Linked DNA regions of Mus musculus: region 2 is linked to region 1. The links are chromatin contacts, called in public Hi-C maps. All regions are on one chromosome and are shown on one strand. Each heading gives the region's core, a stretch centred on a gene start, on an enhancer-like site or on the middle of the called end of the contact. The rest is flanking DNA. Distances are from core to core; before and after follow the strand shown.

The links. A called contact is a pair of places that touch in the nucleus more often than the background predicts.
Region 2: a Hi-C map of trophoblast stem cells shows a contact between it and region 1, with 39 times the contacts expected there. The contact joins two enhancer-like sites. A contact is called at or near these places in 8 of 484 Hi-C or Micro-C datasets (the 4T1 cell line, ECoMG myeloid progenitors, differentiating spermatogonia and 5 more).

The regions. Positions count from the first base shown.
Region 1 is chr11:22,926,794-22,930,922 of GRCm38.p6, reverse strand. The region is part of intron 2 of Commd1 (COMM domain containing 1); the gene reads left to right. Among named protein-coding and RNA genes, the nearest start is that of Zrsr1, 43 kb to the left of the region's middle. Within about 2 kb of position 1,697, at least 61 of the 459 cell types and tissues checked have an H3K27ac peak or open chromatin away from gene starts, as enhancers often do.
Region 2 is chr11:23,046,406-23,050,534 of GRCm38.p6, reverse strand. No RefSeq gene overlaps it. Among named protein-coding and RNA genes, the nearest start is that of Gm12059, 17 kb to the left of the region's middle. Within about 2 kb of position 2,339, at least 37 of the 459 cell types and tissues checked have an H3K27ac peak or open chromatin away from gene starts, as enhancers often do.

The DNA of each region.
Region 1 (4,129 bases), core at 448-2,947:
AGGAACTAGTTTTATGGCCGGCCATAACTGTCTGTGACCTCTGATTTTTTTTTCTATGACTTAAACGTGGGACCCTAATCTCCTTTCTTCAAGGATATGCACCAGCTACACCTGGTTATCCAGGAGAGTGCTGGTCTTGGTGCCACCGAAGCTGAGGAGTTTTTGTCATTTGTCTTATGAGACTCCTTGAGTCCTCTCAGACCAGCCAGGGAGGTAGAAAGAACCCCTGAGTTTGCTGCAAGGCACTCTCCTCTCAGAAGCAAGCAGCCTGTGCGCCTCAGTAACAGATCTGACTGACTATGATCTTGAAAGGCAGATTGTGTGTCTTAATTCTTCTTTCTATTCCATGTGCTTAAGTGCAGTGCCTGTGGACAAAGTGGCTATTTCAGTTGGATTGGGAAAGCAGATTGGATCTAAGTGGATGTTAGTCACGGTGAAAAGAAAACTGTCAGAGGAACCATGGAGTTAAGAGTGTTGACTGCACGGATAGTAATTTCTTTGGGGAAGTAAGGAATGAATAATGAGCATGCTTAGCCAGAAGATGGCTAATCTTAGCAGTGTGCAGACAGACATGGTGCTGGAGAAGGAGCTAAGAGTTCCACATCTTGATCTACAGGCAGCAGAAGGAGCCTGGGTGCTGCACTGGCTGAAGCTTGAGCATCACAGACCCCCCCACAGTGACAAACTTCCTCTAACAAGGCCAGTAGTCCTACAAGGCCACACCTCCTGGTAGTGACACTCCCTGTGGGCCAAGCATTCAAACACTTTGAGTCTTTGGGGGCTGTTCCTATTCAAACACCACACCATTTAAAAAGTGTTCTGCCTGGCAGTGGTGGCGCACACCTTCAATCCCAGCTCCTGGGAGGCAGAGGCAGGTGGATTTCTGAGTTCGAGGTCAGCCTGGTCTACAGTGTGAGTTCCAGGACAGAACTACACAAAGAAACCCTGTCTTGGGGGAAAGTGTTCTCCCCTTGAAAGCTTTAAAATATTCTGATCATAAAGAGACACTTGTTTTGAGTATCTATATTAGTTGCAGGTGGCTTCCAATTTGTTCTGAAAGAAAAGGTGGAAAGTCAGACTGAGCTGCAAGCAGCTGGTTCCAGTGTGACACGCCTCTTTTCTGTCATCAGTATGTCATCTGGATACACTAAGGGTGCTAGTGCAGCCTGTACAGGGATAGATCTGACTTGACAGGGGCAAAGAAATAAAAGACAAACATACAGACAAGCTGGTAGTAGGTGGACTGAGCTCTCTGTTGGGAAACTGTATCCCAGAAGCTCAGTGTTTTGTTATGTAGAGTTAGAAAGGGAGGTGGGTTTACATAGATAAACAAGGAGGCAGGTTTATAGAATACATCTGGATCAGGAGACAGGCTTAGCTAATCTTGGTAGGAGCAGTCTCTTTAGGAGAAAAGTCTTTGGGCCATAAATATAGGGTCTGGGGAGCTATTGGTGGGCATTTCCTGCAGACACCTTCAATTTCCGTACTCAGACCCTTCAGGAAGGCTTTAGCATTTTCCTGAGCTGGGGCAGGATGGGGTTTGCCATTTGAGTCTGAGGCTAGGGTCCTTGATGTGTGGTCTTGCTGGTGTCAAGAGCACACATTCAATCACTCAGGACTTCTGCAGGGAGTGATGCACAGGGAACAAGGAGCCCAGTGGGAAGAGCTGATCCTCAAGTGCCATGTTGTTACAAATCATACTATTTCTCCAAAATTCAGCTTTTTGAGAGCGTTACTTGGTATTGTATCAGTGTATCAGTGGAGAAAAGAACTGTTTCAATATCAGAGTAGTTTGTCAAAGTCAAATTTACTTTAATTAGCCTTGAGTTCCTCAATGTATTGGTGACCGTCCTGCTCTGTGACAGAGTACCGGAAAGAAGGAACTTGAGGGTGGGAAGGTTTGACTCACAGCTTGTCAGTGCAAGGAAAGAGTGGTGGAGGCAGCGGGGCACGTTGCACCCACGGTCAGGAAGCAGAAAGCAGTGAACACTCACTGTCTTAGGTTTCTGGTGCTGTGATAAAGCACCATGACCGAAAGCAACTTGGGGAGCAAAGGTTTATTTCATTTCTCATATTCTGAAGGAAATCGGGTTGGGAAGTCAAGGCAGCAAGAACCTAAACAAAAGTCCCAGGGCACTGCTGCTGCCTGGCTTGCTCCCCAAGGCTTCCTCAGCCTGCTTTTGCCAGAAGCCCAGGAGTGGCTCCACTCACAATGGGCTCTGCCCTCCCCATTAATCACTAAGTAAAAAAATGTCCTACCGAACCTGTCCACAGGCCAGTCTTTGGGGACATTTTTTTTTTCAGCTGTGTAAAGCTGATATAAAACTTGCCAGCACACATTGTCAGCTCACTTTTTACAGTAGCCTGCTCCTCCTGCTCACCATGGTGCTGGCCACACTTAGGGTGGATCCTCCCACCTCAATGAATGGAACCTAGAAAGTGCCCCACAGTCATGCCCAGAGTTTTGTTTCCAGTGCAGTTGTCAATCAAGGTAGACCATCACACGCAGGGTCCCTGACAAGGCTGCTACTCTGTCAGGGCCTCAGTGGGTGTTTTCTACATCAGGGTGTGTATGGAACAGACTTCAGGGATTTGACTTTGAGATAAAAGTCAACATTCTTTGTACAACCTTTAAATTAATAGCACAAATGCTTGTTTGTTAGCTAAATATTTTCCTCATCTGTGATAAATCTACGTATGAATTTTGTTAGAAGAGGACAAAGGAGCCAGCCCAAAGCAAACAGGAAGAGGGACCACTGCCTCCTGGGAGCCTCAGCCAAGTTTAGCATTGTGGGCTGCAGCTGTGCTTCTTACGTCCCAGACCCTGCCCCACAGGGTTTGGTTGTTTTTGTTTTTGTTTTGGGGTGTTATTTTTTGTTTTGTTTTGTTTTTTTGTTTTTTTGTTTTTTTTTTTGTCTTCAAGGGTTGATTGCAATTTTTCAAAGTTTAACAAGGATCTATAAGCCTCAATCTTACTATAGCAAAAGGCACAATCAGTGAGAACAAATTGATTTTAGAATCCCAAGTGAAATTTCTTGCTTTGAGCAAGAATGACTTACTACTGTCAGTGGTAAGGCATCAAAATTGGCTTACCAATAGGGGGAACGTGTTCCAACATTTTATGCTTTGTTTCCTGATGTGTTTATAAAAAGATAAAGAGAGAGAATATGTTCTGTGGGCGTGTAGTGAGGTATGGGGGGAGGGGATATCTCAGTGGGTCCATGCCAAGGCATCCCTTACCCCTGAGGGACCAGACACACAGCGGTATAATGTAGTATAGAATAGAGTTTATTCAGGACATGGGAAGGGGAGTTAAGAGGGTAGTAGAGGCAGAGAAAAGCAGAGAGAGAGAGAGAGACAGTAGAGAAGTAGAGGCCAGCAGTGAGCACATGGAGAAAGAGGGGGGAAGAGAGGATGGGAAGGGAAGAACTAGGGAGCAAGAGCCCCAGAGAGCAAGAAAGGAACAAGAGAGGGAGGAGGGGCAAGCAGCCCCTTTTATAGTGGGTCAGGCCTACCTGGTTGTTGCCAGGTAACTGTGGGGGTGGAGTTTAGACAGAATGCTAATATTCCCCACCACCACGCTTTTTTTGTTTGTTTTTTTGTTGTGGGTTTTTTTTTTTTTTTTTTTTTTTTTTTTTTTTGAGACAGGGTTTCTCTGTGTAACCCTGGCTGTCCTGGAACTTACTCTGTAGACCAGGCTGGCCTCGAACCCAGAAATCCACCTGCCTCTGCCTCCCAAGAGCTGGGATTAAAGGCATGCGCCACCACTGCTGGGCTTCACACTTTGTTTTAATGGAGGAAACGGGGTCTCATGTGGCTCAGATCAGTCTCAGACTCCCATGTAGCCAAGGATTATGAACTTGAACTCCTGATTCTCTTCTTTCCATCCCTAAAGTTTGGGGATTATAGACATGAACTGCTCACAAGGTGTATGTGGTGCTGAAACTCTAGGTAAGCACCCTACAAACTCAGCCATGTCCCCAGCCCTGTTCCAACATTGTAAACAGTTGCATAGATCTTTACTTGTGTGACAGATTTTCCTGGGGGAGATGTGAACCAATATGTTGACTCACCCCAGGTGGGGAGCTCCCAGCAGACCAAGGCTTCATGGAACATGAATACCATCCAA
Region 2 (4,129 bases), core at 1,090-3,589, 120 kb before region 1:
GTTTTTCAGTAGTTACAAAAAATATCTACTGTTCCATTAATCAGTGAAAAGGATGTTCTAGCCATGCTTTTTAAATGGTCTTTATTTGGTTAGTAATATAAGGAATCAAAATTGTTAGGCACCTCATTGCAAGACAAAAGACTGGAGATATTTTTAAAAATACAAATATTGGCCAGGCATGGTAGTACGTTTCTTTAATCCCAGCATTCCAGAAGCAAAGGCTGCTGGACCTTTGAGTTTGTGGCCAACTGTGAACATGGTCTACATAGTGAGACGTCATCTAAAGAATTAACCAAAATTAAAAAACAAGCAAACAAACATGTTGATGGACATACAGAACAAATTATTTCACCTATAGCTAAATATAGCAATGTTGTCCCTTTCCATGCTAAGCTTCTGATTTCTTTTTCTGCACTGGCAAAGAGACAAGAGGCATTGTACTTGCTGAAATTAGAGTGTGAGCCAAGAAATATTAAAGGGTCCTTTTATACTATCTCTACATGTTAATAAAATGATAAATTAGAAGCATATTCTGCCATTTTAAAAAACCTTAGGGTCTATGTCTTTACTTAGGTGGTATTAAATTACAGTTTCTCTGAACTCAGATATTTAGCACTAGTAGCTCCATGGAGATGACAAAAATACAGTTCAAACACAATCCAATTCCTTTCTTCCCCAGTGTGTGAGATCTGTTTCCATGGAAATTTCATGTTGACAGGGGATTGCAAGAGTACTTATATGCACACACATCTCAGAAGCAAACCCTTTTGGTGAATAACCATGATTTAATTTTAATCATTCCATTAAAATTGTTCAAATAATAGAAAAGAAATCTGTATTCTTCTAAAGCAGAAACCATTCTGCAATTTCCCTTAGCTCAATGTATTAATTTAATAGAATTGGCGATAACAGGGACTTTAATTTGCCTTTTGATGAAAGCAAAATTAAATTTTAATCATTTAGGTAAATTTATCGAGTCAAAAAAGATTAAGGACTTAGTCTGTTGGGATGTGGAAAGGAGTACAGAGATGTATGTCAGGAGCCACATTGAAAAACAGACTGCAACGGTGAAGCTGACAGTTGTATGTATGCTCTGGGATGCGAGAGAGAAGAGGGAAAACCAAGGAGCTCTGGGTTTCAACAGAGCTTGGGAAATAAGACGTGAGAAGGTTGTGGTCTGGTGAGGGGAAGACTCAGCGGCAGGAAAGCTGAAGCCATGCTTGCAGAACTAAGTTCTGCTGGCTGAGGTGAAGGGGAGATGACTGCCTGTGGCTAGGCTGTGTGTGGCGCAGTGAGCACTGTACCACTGACTGTTCTCAACAGCAGTAGTGTTCGGTTAGGGCTCTCAGAAGCTGAGTGTTAAGTGAAGGGAATAGATCACATTTTGAGAAACAGTCCTGAAAGCAGAAAGCCTTGAAAAAGTGATCTGAGACATTTGATCATTTTAAAGTATGTCCACAAAAATGTACAGCTCTTTTTTTTAAGAGATGTAAATTAATTGTACTCCTATAGTATGGGTGTAGTCAGTTCTAGAGAATAAAACAATTTATTGGCAGCAGTAGTGAGGGCAACCATCTCTGAGAGGATTTTAAGAGCGCTAGGCTTCTTTCTTGTTTGCCTTCTCAGTGTTCTTGCTCTGGGGACACCCGCTAGCGTATTGTAAGGATATTCAGCTGTGGACAAGGGTTCTCCAGCCCTGTTAGGCCTCCTGGTGAGCACGGTTGTTTCTTAGTTGCAGTCTCATTGGAGAGTCAAAATCAGCACTTCCTGTGCCTAAACTATTATATAATCCAGACTGTGAGGAGCCCTGAGGTAATAATGGCGTTTTAACCCAATCAGTCTTGCGGTGTTTGTGATACGGAAATCCATAGAATAGGTTAAGTGTGAAGGGATCACCGGAGGGAAGGAGGAGTGGGAATCAGAAGGTTTCAGACGAGCAGAGAAGCGGAAGTGAAGCCGGATGTCCCGCTTCCTTCAGTAATTGAGGAAAATGGGCAGCAGTGCCGGTGATTTACTCAGAGACTGGTCAGTAAGGCTCCACTGAGATCAGAGGCTCCAGAAAAGCAGGAAAAATGGAAGAGCTACGGTGAGCTGTTACCTTAACTCCTGCAAAGTCAAGTCAGGACTACTACTCTACTCCAGGACCCTGGAGAGCAAGCTGAGAAAGCAGACAATGGCTCTTGCCCAACCCTGGTAGGAGCTTTGAGACAGGAAAGACAAATGAACAGAGGATTCTGAGATGCTAGTGTGGTAGTGGCTGAGACACTAGACAGGACCGTAGGGCACGTGCCTAGCCTAGGAGAAGGGACAGCGAGACGTGAGATGGGTTGAGCCGAGGATACGGAAGGGTTGAACTTCTGAAGCAGTTATAGTCTGGGTGAGGCGCACAGGCGGCTTGTTTCTGCGCTGTCCTGCAGAAGTCCCCTTCCCCCTTAGGCTCTTCCCTGGCAAGCATGTTGAGGCTTGCTCCTGTGCTTGCCTTTGCATTTTCCCTCAGAAGCTCTGCTTTTCCCCCACCCTTCCCCCTCCTGCCTTGCAGCAAATGCCGGGATTCTTTCCACCTCCCTGGCTGGTCCCGGAGGACTCAAGGAGTAAGACAAATGACAAAAACTCCTCAGCTTCAGTGGCACCAAGACTAGCACTTTTCTAGATAACCAGGTGCAGCTGGTGCATATCCTTGAAGAAAGATTAGGGTCCCACGCTTAAATCGCAGAAAAGAGGTAATCAGAGGTCACAGACAGTTATGGCCAGCCATAAAACTAGTTCCTGATAGCCCCACAAAAGACAATCTTTAATCCCCCTCCCAGCCTCGGGATTCCGCCCCACCAAATGGTATCATGTCTGAGCTATGACTTACCTGACCCGCCTTCCCTCTCCTTCACCCTAAGCATTTAATGAATTTCTAACTGCTCTGTATATAAGTGCTAAAACACCGGAGCTAGGGATCAGGATCGCTGTAGGGGGTTTGAGATCCAAGTCTGACTCATTTTCAGTAAAAAGTCTTTCATGCCCACTTGCAGCGGACTCTGCACTTCCTGAGCTCGCCTGGGCTTCCTGAGGAATCAGGGCATAACATGGGTAACACAGGTCACATCTTAGTCATGTTTTTATTGTCAAGGAAATCGTGGCTGGGCAGGCCTTGCCTCTCAGTGCTATGATAAACTCAGGGTTCTTGTGGTGGTTCATGCATTTCCATCCCTGTAAACTTCTAGCCCATACCCCCATTAGGCTTTGTGCATTTGTTGAAGCAGTGCATGAAAACTTTTTGAGTGTTTTCCCATTCCAGTTGTTTTCCTCTTTCACAATAAGCACCTGATTGAGGCCAAAGATCTGCCCCTTTCAGTTCATCTGTGCTCCATCCTTGTCTCTAAGAGCCAGGGTCTCTGGATGGTTTTAAGAAGCATTAGATTATTATCCAAAGAGGGTCTGTGCCTGATTGGCTCAAAATAATAACCCTAATTATGCCTACAAAAAAACAACCTTGAAATCAACCTTGGGTAATTTCTCTTCGGTCTGATTTAAAAACAAAACAAAACAAAAAAATCAGAATAATGGTGGAGAGACCGAGAGAGAGAACTGTCTCCTGGAACATCACGAGTCCAAGGCCTCCATCCCAAGGAACCCTGATGAGGCTTGGATCAGACGGGGCTGAGAGGGGAATCTAGATTCAGATATTTACCAGTACTAATTATTGCTTATGTATTTTTTTAACTGGGGCAGTCTGTCATTATTTACCTTGGAGAGTAGAGAAAGACTGCTAAAGTCAGATAAAATGACTAGAGAGAAAAAGAAAAGAGAAGAAGAAAAAAAGGACACCATTTAAGCCATTGGACAGAGTCGTCAGTTGCAATGCCGTAGGTAAGCTTTGAGTTTTGTCCATTTTCACACACCCCTCTTCTTTAATCTGATCTTCTTTTGCAGCACAGGCCAGTCTTGAACTCTCCCTACATCTACAGCCCATGTGCTTGAGATGAAAGGAATGTGCCACCATGCTGAGTGAATATATGCCCTCCTATTTATATACATAGCCGCAAAGCAACCTCCTTCCATCCAACTCAGTCTGTATATATTGGCTAATGCATTAATGGCTTAATGTGTGGTACGGTGGAGGCTGGGCAGAGAGCTCAGT